Regions from separate parts of the Mus musculus genome. Here regions 1, 3 and 4 are each linked to region 2. Evidence: chromatin contacts called from public HiChIP or PLAC-seq, Micro-C and promoter capture Hi-C data. All regions are on one chromosome and are shown on one strand. The core of a region is the stretch at or near the end of the contact, and the rest is flanking DNA. Distances in the headings are between cores, read along the strand shown. Region 1 has its middle 84 kb from the start of Gm39199. Region 2 holds the start of Nr3c2 (nuclear receptor subfamily 3, group C, member 2). Region 3 overlaps Nr3c2 (nuclear receptor subfamily 3, group C, member 2). Region 4 overlaps Nr3c2 (nuclear receptor subfamily 3, group C, member 2).

The links. Promoter capture Hi-C pulls out the DNA fragments that hold promoters and counts their contacts. Hi-C and Micro-C count contacts between places; a contact is called where the count stands out from the background. HiChIP or PLAC-seq counts read pairs in DNA pulled down with a chosen protein or histone mark.
Region 1: a contact with region 2 is called in a promoter capture Hi-C map of hippocampal neurons, with 10 times the contacts expected there. The contact joins the enhancer-like site here to the promoter of Nr3c2 in region 2. A contact is called at or near these places in 4 of 39 promoter capture datasets (the 3T3-L1 cell line, hippocampal neurons and liver), 3 of 484 Hi-C or Micro-C datasets (cortical neurons, muscle stem cells and ventral hippocampal neurons) and 2 of 115 datasets of contacts at active chromatin or transcription factors (forebrain and neural progenitor cells).
Region 3: a contact with region 2 is called in a Micro-C map of muscle stem cells, with 5 times the contacts expected there. The contact joins the enhancer-like site here to the promoter of Nr3c2 in region 2. A contact is called at or near these places in 10 of 39 promoter capture datasets (the 3T3-L1 cell line, 3T3-L1-derived adipocytes, embryonic stem cells and 4 more), 5 of 484 Hi-C or Micro-C datasets (embryonic stem cells, muscle stem cells, nephron progenitors and 2 more) and 3 of 115 datasets of contacts at active chromatin or transcription factors (embryonic forebrain, embryonic stem cells and forebrain).
Region 4: an H3K27ac HiChIP or PLAC-seq map of neural progenitor cells shows a contact between it and region 2, with 4 times the contacts expected there. The contact joins the enhancer-like site here to the promoter of Nr3c2 in region 2. A contact is called at or near these places in 4 of 39 promoter capture datasets (the 3T3-L1 cell line, hippocampal neurons and liver), 5 of 484 Hi-C or Micro-C datasets (cerebral cortex, neural progenitor cells, neurons and 2 more), 2 of 115 datasets of contacts at active chromatin or transcription factors (forebrain and neural progenitor cells) and 3 of 9 other capture datasets (adipose tissue, embryonic stem cells and pancreatic islet).

The regions. Positions count from the first base shown.
Region 1 is chr8:76,528,702-76,531,571 of GRCm38.p6, forward strand. No RefSeq gene overlaps it. Among named protein-coding and RNA genes, the nearest start is that of Gm39199, 84 kb to the left of the region's middle. Within about 2 kb of position 1,465, at least 3 of the 459 cell types and tissues checked have an H3K27ac peak or open chromatin away from gene starts, as enhancers often do. A contact at or near this core is called in hippocampal neurons and muscle stem cells, where this site is marked.
Region 2 is chr8:76,901,052-76,903,751 of GRCm38.p6, forward strand. It overlaps Nr3c2 (nuclear receptor subfamily 3, group C, member 2), which reads left to right and starts at 1,279. Exons shown (of 9, transcript NM_001083906.2): 1 at 1,279-1,489.
Region 3 is chr8:77,209,141-77,211,840 of GRCm38.p6, forward strand. Nr3c2 (nuclear receptor subfamily 3, group C, member 2) reads left to right here. Exons shown (of 9, transcript NM_001083906.2): 7 at 1,504-1,634. Among named protein-coding and RNA genes, the nearest start is that of Gm24838, 64 kb to the left of the region's middle. Within about 2 kb of position 1,266, at least 17 of the 459 cell types and tissues checked have an H3K27ac peak or open chromatin away from gene starts, as enhancers often do. A contact at or near this core is called in muscle stem cells and pre-pro-B cells, where this site is marked.
Region 4 is chr8:77,172,269-77,175,144 of GRCm38.p6, forward strand. The region is part of intron 4 of Nr3c2 (nuclear receptor subfamily 3, group C, member 2); the gene reads left to right. Among named protein-coding and RNA genes, the nearest start is that of Gm24838, 27 kb to the left of the region's middle. Within about 2 kb of position 1,308, at least 30 of the 459 cell types and tissues checked have an H3K27ac peak or open chromatin away from gene starts, as enhancers often do. A contact at or near this core is called in neural progenitor cells, where this site is marked.

The sequences.
Region 1 (2,870 bases), core at 215-2,714, 370 kb before region 2:
ATTAACTCAGGTTCTATCTTTATATGTGATCACAAAGGCACATGGCAGGCAAAGATCAGAGACAGAGGCTCGAGGATCTGAGATGAAGAGAAAGTGTATTTGCAAACATGTCTTATTGAGTTTAAAGAGAAGCTATAAATATACTAACATCACTATGGCTATCCATTATAGTTACCCCTAGGTGCAAAATGAGGACTGAAGGTGGAGAAGCACTAGGTCAGAAAGAAGTAAAACAATCAGCTTTCCTACCAACAAACAGGGGCGCTCAGAACTCTTCGGTTTTGCCTGGTTGGGGAGATTTCAGCTACCTACTCTGAATCTTAAGGTATGCAGCCAACGTCCACATTGCAAATTGAGAGTCAGAAATAAAATCTCCAAAGAGAAACAAGAAAGTCTTTGAAAATACTGTTTGAGGGTACAGCCAGTGGACCAACATTCATACTAAGCCCACAGTCTCCTTCACTTTGTTTGTCAGAGTGTTGAGAAAATATGGAACTAAGGAAAGGCACTTCTGGCTGAAGACATTGGATGATGAAGAGGAGACTCATTATTTCTGTTTCAGTCTTAAAATACTACTAGGACTCAGCTTAAGAATTCATTTTGGGAAGCTGTGATGCATATATAACTTAGGGCAATTCTTTATGTACATTTCTCTGGTAAAAATATTTTTGTGTCAATAGATGCCTCATTATTATTCGTTTGACCATAAATGTTTCCTGTCCTTTCGTTTCTTAAACTACCATTTTAATCCTCAATTGTTTCTACACACTACATACCCAATTTGTTTACCCTGGCAGAGCAAACATCTCTACAAAGTGTCATGGATTGCTTTTAGCCATGTGGTCTGTGAAAGTAAATGTCATTATGGCTTGTCATCTCCAAGGCTGGGGGGAGCTGCCATTTAAAGTGTAATGCAGCAGAAAGTGCTGAGGGCTCCTGGCTCTCTGGACACTCATCTTTCTAGAAGTGAGCAACACTGTTCAACGCCAACATCCATGTCAGCAAAGAGACTGGCATAGGAAGTCACCTGACTCTAAACTGTTGCCATCTAACAGTTTTGCAAACGTGGACTACTAATAATCCAGCCCCATGTCAGTCTTCAGAGGTTTTCTCTCTCCTGGGAGAAAGTAGACCTCTTTGGTTCCCTGGATCAGTTCATTCCTAAATTCGCCACTCTCATTAGCAAACGCAGTCTGCCAAGGCCAGAAGGGGTGGAAATGTCAGAGCCAACACTGCACTACCTCATTGGCCATCTTTGTAAAAAGCAGTTACACAATAATACAAAGATGACGTGAGAATGTCAGAAGACCCTTCTGAAATCGAAGAGAAACAAATCCTCCTGAACAGCAAAACTCCCAACAATTTCTTTTAGAAAAATAAAATCTTCTCCCACTTTGGCAACGGAAAGCAGCTGGCACCCAGACACCGAATCGTTGGAAATGATCACATCACTGGTTTATTCTCCCCAGCAAGCTCTTAAAAGATGTTTGACTTCTGAAATAGAAGCTAAATGGTTGGCACATGTGTCCAGTTCTATAGGGTTCTGTTTCTTTTAGCATAGGACAGGAAGATGTTTTTGCTGATATTTAAGTCTGAGGACAGGATCTCTCTAAAAGCTTGCCAGAGCCGCTCTGAAATGCACAGGGGGCAGGGGCAGGACCAGTGAAAAGGAGCACACCTCTGTGATTATCAACAGGCCAGAGCTTAAAATATGCTTCATACAAAACCCTAGTTTGTGACCAAGAGAGAAATCCTCTTTCTTCTAAGGTGCAGTGTATCAGTTTTGTTCATCATGGTCTGTCTTATACAGAAAAGTCTGAACTCATCGGTAATGAATTTCAGCTCCAACTTTTCTGTTTCTATTCCAATTTCAATAGAACTGAGGTTACCAAGACAATCGTGTAAAATGAGAAAGAGAGGGGAGTAAAGGCTAAAATTCATCTATAAATATATTATTGGGATGCAAGAGTGCAAGAGAAAATAAACTAAAAGGAGACACAGGGGAACATGAAATGTAAGCTGAAAGAGAGAAATAAATTGAGCCAGATATGAGGCACATGTAGCCCCCAGGATCAGTGATATATGAGGTGTATAATACAGTCTCACACTTGCTGCTGTTCTCTTATCAAACAGAAAAAATGTATCTTGTACCACAGTCAGTTAAATATCTAAATAAAAGTCTAAAGAAGTCTTCCTTACAGCATACTATTCATCCTAAAAAAGGAAACAGTTCTCTGATCCATGCCTCCCAGCAGAAAAGGGGTAATTTGCCATTGCATTTTCAGAATTTAGTAAGATGTCTGCACACAGAAAGCTCACGATGCTCTTTGACAAGTGTATGATGAAGACCAGCCCTTTCCCCACAGAGTTTGAAAGCCTGACTCCCCATTCGGCGCTAACCAAAGAAAGGCATGGCATTGATATCAATGCCTCAGTACATTGCAACATCAGACTAGTAAGGCTTAACTTCATGGTGCCAGTGACAGTATTGTGATCACCAGATATGTTAGAATAATAAATAAAACTTTATGGTTTCGGTTTCTTAATCTCTGCAACCTTGAACCTGCTTCAAGCTTACAAACTCTAGAAAGAAAGTTAACCAGGCTTCTTGAGATGAAAATCACAAGACATGTCAAAGGTGGGCATCTGCAATGGGCCTAGAACCTGGGCCTCAACATGTTCCTCGGATTCCAACAGCAGCAAGATCAGGTGTGTTGTTGTTAAGTAACTGTTCTTTGTAAAGACAAGGTAATGTTTACCTTAACTACCCTCTTTTTGCCTTCCAGGAGATATAATACGCAGATTGCCTGTAACCATGGCAATTGGTTTAGCTGTGAGCACCCTCGTTTATTCAAAGCATAGAGGCAGTA
Region 2 (2,700 bases), core at 29-2,528:
GCCAAGGGCCAGGGGACCAGATTTAGGTGTGTATATCACTGGTGCTGACTCCCAGCCAGCAGGGGAGTCCAAAGACGAGCCTCAAACCAGTCTAAAAGTCCTTAGAAATTAAAGTTAAGGAGTCCATCTTTCGGCTTAGCAAGTGCAGTGCTTGGGTGGATGGGAGGGAAATCAGGGTTGGGCGAAGGAAAGGGGTCGAAATTTCTTCGCGCAGACAAACGATCCTTAAAAAATAGTTTTAGTGTCTCCCCTCATCCAGTATACCTGCCCCAATTATGTGCACCCCTTTCACACATTATAAAGTGAATATCCTCGAGATAGTAAGCTTTCTTGCATATTGAACTAGTGGAAAAATCCAGGACTAAAGTAGTATAAGTACAGTAACAAAATTATCAGGCGCCTCAGCTCTTGACCCTGGCACTTTTTTTTTTTTTTTTGGCAGGGGGTGGGGTGGAAGGAAGGCTGTGTTTAAAGGGGTTTGGCTGCACTGAAAGCACCCGCTTTTCCTGCGTGGTTAACACAAGGAAACTGAAATCGAGTGGGAACGAGATCCTCTGTCTCTCCGACAGCGGAGATTAAGGCTGCTCGGCGGGAAGGTAACTCTGAGAACGGGAGGGGGCGGGAGCAGAGCTTCAGGGGTCCCGGGGACACCCACCCGAGCAGTCCTAGGCCTGAGGACGCTGTGGGAGGCGCCGGGTGTGCACCGCTGTGGCTCACCTGGCGCTGCAGGTGGAGAGAGCAAGGGCTCACCATCTAGGCTGCTCTAGCGTCACCATGCTTTCCCCTTCTCTCCAGATTGCTGTGGTCGCCAGGGAGGGTGGGGGGGGGGCGACAGTTGTGTAGGTGAGAAGTTTGGGGCGAAGGAGCAGAGTGGGCTAAAGGGTAGCGTGTGCAGGGGTTGCCCGGTCGGGGCCACCTCCGGGAACCAGGAGAACTCGCCGCCTCTGCGGCTTTAAGGAAGCTGCGGAGTCCAGGCTGTGTCGCAGCAACTTTGTATCAGTCATGTCGCCCGCCTGGTGACTGACAGCCCCTGTTGCCCAATGAGAAGCGCGCCTGGCCCGCACAGCGTGGAGCCTTGTTTCCCCCTTGGCCAATGGAAATGGCTCCAGCGGGCGGGACAGCGACCTGAACTTTCTGGACATGTGACCCGGTTTAAAAGGGCCGGCTTTCCACTCCCCCCTCGGGGCTTTCGCCCGCCCCCTCCTCTTGGCCCGCCCCGGCCCTGCCCCTGACCCCTCCCCTCAGCTCCTGCGCACCCGGGGTGTCATTGGGCCCGGGAGAAGAGAGCCAACTTCAGGCTGCTCAGAGGAAGCTTGTGCAAGTCACCTGGGCGCCAAGCGCTGCTGTCTTGGGCTCTCCCGCTGCAGGGAGAGCGGCACTTGCTGGCCTGGATGTGGTTGGATGTAGGGGGGCTCCGCAGCAGGGGTGTCGTGGAGGTGGCAAGCACTGCAACAGGTAGACGGCGAGAGGACGACCCTGGCCAAGGCAGGTGTGTAGGGGTGCGCAGTGGGGCGTCTCTGGTCCAGCCCGGTGTGCGACTGTGGCAAGGGTGGCTTGCACTTTGCAGGGAGAAGCCGCTGCGTAATCCGGAGGCACAGTCAGTATGGTTCTGTGTGCTTGTTGTTTTGTTTTGGTTTTTCATCCCCCACACCCTCCCCACCCCCACCCCCCCCCACCCCCGGCTGGCTGAGGACTATTTTGGGAAAGTTTGGCCACTTTGGATAAATGCCCTCTAAAGAGCGGCTTTTAACCGCCTTTGGCAGTGGGCGGTCTACCACCCTCCCCTTTCCCCAAAAATGAATTTCAGATCGTTTGGCTCTTGCAAATTTTAAAGGACGTTTGAATAATGTTTCTTTCATCTATCAATTGCGGAAGCTCCCCAGTCTGAGTGGGAGGTGTAGCCGATAAGGGCAGTTGAAGGAGCTAGATCACCATAGATCTTGTATGAACGAGGTCTGGAAAATCTTGCGTTCCCAGTTCCTTTATATTTGGGGAAACTCTAGGGGATTCTTAGGACAGGGACAGACAAGGGATGAAGCTACTTTGGGTGGCATCCTTTTCCAGATGGGTTTTAGGTACATGACTTTTCCTGCTGAATTTTTAAAAGACGAGGTTTAAATCATAATGCTTCATCATACCATCTGCTTTATTTATTTATCATATCGTAGTTCGGAAAACTTTTGCTAGCAGAAGAGTTATTAAAGCCGCTGAGTTTTAAAGACACCAAGCTGCATCTTAACATCGCGGGTCTTCACTCTGTAGGTACTGTTATTGGTGATATTTACATAGTAGTGATAACAGCATTCTCCATCTATGTAGTCCTCCCTTGGAGCTTTAATTCCACGTTTGACATCATGGCATGCTACCTACCATTTGTGTCATGAAATACTTTCGGGAGTTTAGGAGAGACTAAAGCTAAAGCAAAGCTTTTTCTTTTATGGAAAGCTTTTTCCTTAAAGGAAGAGGGCAGGTGAGAGGAGAGAGAGAGAGAGAGAGAGAGAGAGAGAGAGAGAGAGAGAGAGAGAGAGAGAGAGAGCAAGCTGATGCGGCTCATTGGGTCAAGCCAGTGAGCAGAACTCATGTGTGCTTGGCTCTAACTGGTTCTCCCACTCTCTTAGGTGACCTTGGCAGGTTTATCCTTCATCTATAAGAGGGGAAGGTAACAGTCTTGAAGAGCAGAGCAACTCAAACTAGTTTCCT
Region 3 (2,700 bases), core at 16-2,515, 310 kb after region 2:
TATGACACGCTCTGGCTTCCACAGCCACTGCACTCATGTACACACACACACGTGCACACACATGTTTTCTAAAACAACATGCACATGTTGTTTTAGAAAATTGTTATAAATTGTGAGGTTATTCACAAAGCTTGAAGCAGCTAGAGTGACTTCACTTAGTGTTCCCACTACTAAAATAGACACCTTTCATACTTACATGTTGAGTGGAAATTAGTTACTGAGGGATGTTATCTCTAGTGTCAAATCTCAGTATGAAAATTCAGGAGTGTGTCATTTTACACACGCACAGTTAACACACACATTTGAGAACAAAGGTTAGTCCATCAAGCTTGTTGTTCCTATCTTAGATGAGAAAGAGCCAGGTCAGACCCAGCAGGAAGAGACTAGGCCTCAACTGTGTCATAATGAAACTGTTTAAAAATCGAAAGTAAGTATTTAAAAGGTCTTAGCATTTGTTAATGCTTCATTCTTGGTAGTAGATCTACAAGCTTCTACTGTTACTATATGCATGCATGTGTGTGTGTGCGTGTGCAGGTAGATATTGTCTTAACATAGCTTCTAGCTTATGACAGGAGAAGGAAGATACTGTTACTATCCAGAGCCACGTTTGCCCCATTTCCCTGAGGGTTCCTCACCTCTTAGAAGAGGCTTGGCACCTGAGCAGAGCTCAGGGGGCATCCTGGGAGGGGACTGCATCGCAGGTGCTCACCTGTCTTGATACACCTGGAGAAATGCACCAGCCTTGTGGCCCGTCCTGTCCCTTTGACTTGGCAACTCTTTTCGTGTTTCACCAGTCATCTCTTGCTACATTTTCAAAGCCTCCCAACAGGCACTTTTTTCCTGAAAAACCATCTAAAAACAATATGATGCCTTGTTTATCCCTCAAGAAAAAAGAAAAGAAAGACCACTTCGTTGTATGTATGTATGTATTTATATGGAAACATTTGGGTGGTGGAATGAAGGGATAGGTTGGCTGTGTGAATGAAAACATTTTTGTATATGGTGACATTGCTGTCTTGATTAGAGCCAATTCTACTTCTTGTTCTTACCTTTCTAGTTTGCCTTTAATTCCCTGTAACAAGTATATTGGTGAAGTCAGTACCAGACCTACTTCATGACCTCTGTAGGAGAGGCCATGTAGAAATAGGCTTAGTCGTGACCACCTTCTGTTCACTGCAGTCAACCCAGTCCTTTCCAGTCAGTCTGTCACACCGGCAACCAGCAAGGCTTGAGCTTCACCCCACATCACCACAGCTGCTCTGGTTTGTGGGTGATCTCATCACAGCATCATCATGTTCTCACAGGGAGTTCGTGGGGCTTTAGAAACCATTGACTTACAGTTACTCAGAAAGGCATCTGACTTGTCTCTAAATTGCACATCTGCTTCATGTTGAAGCCACAGGGGGAACTGGCTCAGGGCTCTTGGTGAGCTGCCCGGGCTGCCAGGCTGGATGTGACGGTGACCCATCTTCTCAGATGTATGTGGCTGCTTTTCCTTTGCAGAGAGAAGATGCATCAGTCTGCCATGTATGAGCTGTGCCAGGGGATGCGGCAGATCAGCCTTCAGTTCGTGCGGCTTCAGCTGACCTTTGAGGAGTACTCCATAATGAAGGTTTTGCTGCTACTGAGCACAGGTATGCTGATACCCACGCTGGCACTCTTTCTACATTGTCAGATCATCTTCCCTGCATGAGAGTGGCCATTTATGATGCTCAGCTACTTAGTACCCACTCTCTGAAAAGAAATGCATGCATATGTGGAAGAGATGAAAGGAGAGTTTTTGGCCTTGCATGAACTAAATTCCTTGCTGATGATAAAACTGGATGTATTAAACAGTGAAGACCTTCATGCCTACCTACCCTCACTCAACCACTAAGCATTTGTTAAGTGTCTGGTTGTGCATATGTGGTACAATCACTTGGCCTTAGTCTGTGGGGAGCGTGTCTTATCCTGCAAGACAAGTTCAAAGATAACTTGAATACATTGAGAGACATGGTGATTTACTAAGATTAGAGGTGAGGAGGTCTGCTGGTGGCTCAAGAGAAGGACACTTCAGTTCTGTAGATGAAAGGATAGCATATAACCTGGCTGGAACGCAGGGGCTTTGAAGGGTTCCAGACTGGATCCAAGGGGAGCACATGGATTGTCTCTTTGCGTCATTCCTTTTGGCAGCGTGAGTGAACGTGTATAGGGTGGGAATGAGGCCTTAAGTAAGATGCTTAATCACTAATGTTAATTTTAAATATTTTATGCATGCATTCAGTAAATCTCCGAGATGCATCTGATCCTGTTGCACTGGGAGTCAGGGAGAATAAGGAGGGAATGTTGATTGCACCAGATTAGTCGATGCCCAGTGGAGAAGTCTAAAGCCTAGCAAACACTTCTGAGCAGAGGGTGGCAGGGTCAGTGCTGTGTTTGCAGCTATGAAAACTTACCATGGGCAACTGAATTGAAGGGAAAGATGGAGGAACAGCAGGTGAGTGGCAGATCCCGTGAGACACAGCGACAGTCACAGAAGGAGCAGAGCAAGGCTGTCCATTCAGCACGGTGGCAGAGTTGGTCTCAGTAACTGCCCAGATGGAAGAGGAAAATAGATCAAAATAAACCAGACATAATGAAGTCAAGGATAAACCAGGAGACAACGACCAATGGAGGAGATGCCACGTGTCAGAATGCCACAGCGAGGGCAAGCTTTAAGAG
Region 4 (2,876 bases), core at 58-2,557, 270 kb after region 2:
TTCATAGGTATCTTGTTATCAGAGCACTGGTATCCTACCATATATACGCAAGGGACATTTTGGTCTCATATAAATGCTGATGACCTAAGGACCATCTGTCCAAGAGTCCTGGAGCTCATTAGCCTCCAACTTCAGCATCCTCCTGCTGTAATTCTGGAGAAACTGTATCTTACCAGTGTGGGATTCTGTTTAGATAATCAGCCCCTTACCCCAATCCTGCCAGGCACTTTGTCCTTCCATCCATTGCCTTTGTGGAGGACACTGGCCTGATTTTGTTCAGAAGGCTGAGTTGAGCCTTGGCTGAAGTTGTTTTCCAGGGAGACAAGCCTACTCTGGGGCTTAAGATGAAACCAAACAGCCCTGCTTTGTTCCTCTGAAAAAGCTTTGTTAGGAACGGGACTGCAGCGATCAGGTGAGGAAATCTACCTGGTTCGAGACACAGAGGAAAACATTGATTCATTTGTTTGCCTGCCCTGTTGTTCCTATAGTTTTCAGCAAGCACTTAATCACTGAGGACAGTATTCCACACAGCAAAATGCCTAAACAAAGTCTGGTGTCACAACTCAGAGACGAAAAGGAAAGAGTACATCGTTGATATGGGCATGGTTAGTGGGATTTCTAACACTAACTGTGGGTCCAAGAAGCAGACATTAAAGACTAGAAATTCTCTAAGAGAAAGTTACAGGTTTTTCTATTATCCCCATTTAAATATGGAGGTTAAAGATTATAATGAGGATTAACACCTGTGTTTCTCCCAGTGTAACCTGAATCAATTTGAAAACTGTAACATGAAACTGCTCTTTATCCAAGTCATCAATGAAGACCTGACTCTTAGTAACCTTCAAGGTCCTTCCAACCGTGGAGTGACAGTCCATCCTGTCACACCAGAAAGGCCTTCTTCAGACACTGACAGTGGCAGCCGTGGAATCCACCGATAAGTTACATGTGTGGCAATCACTATGTCCCAGCCGGCTCTATGTCCCAGCGGGCTTTGATGTGAAGGGAAGCCTCCCTTGGGAACAGAAGCAAACATGAGGGAAGAAGGGTGGAGGCGAGCAGATGGGGAAAAAAAACAAAGTCTGGGTTTTCCCTTACTGCGAATGCAACATCACTTTAAGAGTTTACTGAAAGGACTTTAGAGTTTTCAAATGAACTGCTTACACTGTTTCAAATGTGAACTGAGATGCTCCAAGAAATGCTTTCAGAGAGACCTACTTTTCCTTCTGGAAGTCCTCTGGGCAGCTCAGCTTCACAGCTTCAATCACCCACTCCCGCAGCCGCCCACACCCGCAGCCACCCACTCCTGCAGCCACCCACTCCCGCAGACGCCTACTCCCTCAGCTGCCTGGGACCCCATCTCCTGTGTTTGAGTATCTGGCTCTGAAAGAACTTTCTCGGCACCTTGTTTTTCTGTTGTTCTGGGTTTCCTTTGTTTGTTTGTTTGTTTGTTTTGTTTTGTTTTGTTGAAGGGAAAGAGGTTACTGTCTATTTGTCTGTTTTAGCTAAATGGCTTTAATGTGAAGAATACTTTTGAAATGAAGACAGAAAGAGTAGTGTCTTAAAGGAGCTTTTGTTCTTGAACTGGTTTCGAGAGAGTCTCCAGTGCTCTGGAATTTACACTGTGGCAGAAGACCAAAGGACAGAATAGAAGTGAGCCTTATAAACAGCTGGGCAGGGCAGGCCTGTGTGGGCCTGGTGCTTCTCCCAGCTGCTCGCCTCTCCCCTCTCCAGATCTGCGGGACTGACCCCTGAGCCCAGGAGTCACTGCAGGTTGCCATTTCAATGCTTCAAAACAGGCCAGTTTGGTCCAGCTCCATTCAATCTGGGAGTGTTCAGACCAAGTCTACCAGTATCCTGAAGAGAACCCAGTCTAGAAAAATAACCTTTTTTTCAACTATATGCATCATTGGCTACTATTAATTCTTAATTTAGACTTATTCTGATAATGTCATAGGAATGAAATGTGGAATCGTACTTATTTTAGAAGCTGTAAACCTTGACACTGGTTTTCCCTTTTCTCTGGCCTGCTTAATCCTCCCCCTAGCGTGAGTGGCACCCTGGGAACTCCTCACTATGTGCCTCCCTTGTCCTCTGGCATACTAGAGTTAGTGTGTCGTGAGAAGATTCTCACATGCTAGCTGGCTTCTTCGGCTTAGCAACAACTCTCAGAAACAGATTCTATTCTCTATGTAGTTCCAGTCATGAAGTGTTTTATTCATTGGTAATTTCTGTTAGGTTACCTGGCCTTTCCAGTCTATTTCTCTTGAATGATTTAAATGATTTTTATAATAATAATAATAGTAGTAGTAGTGGTGTTAATATTGCTATTATTAATATTCTTTATATTTATTTATTAATATTAGTCAATAACAATAATGCCTGATTTGATCACAAAATAATCCAGTGAAACTTGCTCAGTTTACTTTTCCTGTAAATAATGTAAAAGATTACTTATAATATGATAATATGTTTAATCCTCCCCCTAACTTGAGTGGCACCCTGGGAACTCCTAACTACGTTCTGATTTTTTTTGTTTAGTTTTGTTTTGTTTTTCAATAAAACATGCTTCCAAATAATTGTTCTTGAAAAAAAATAATTTGAATTGCAGGGATAAAGCTATGAGTAATTGTTTTACTGAAATAAGGCCAAACTAAGAACTTTTTTCAAGAAAATGAACATTGGAAATAAAACTTTCAGTCTGTGTATGTTCTCCTCCATTGATAATTTTTATTTCTCTTACCTTCTAAGATTTATTTTCATTTTGTGTGTGTATGCTTTACCCATATGTATGTGTATATACCTACACATGTCGAGCTGTCGAGCTGTCGTTCCTGCTCCTAGCTTTCATTTCTTATGCATATAAACCACGCAGTCTT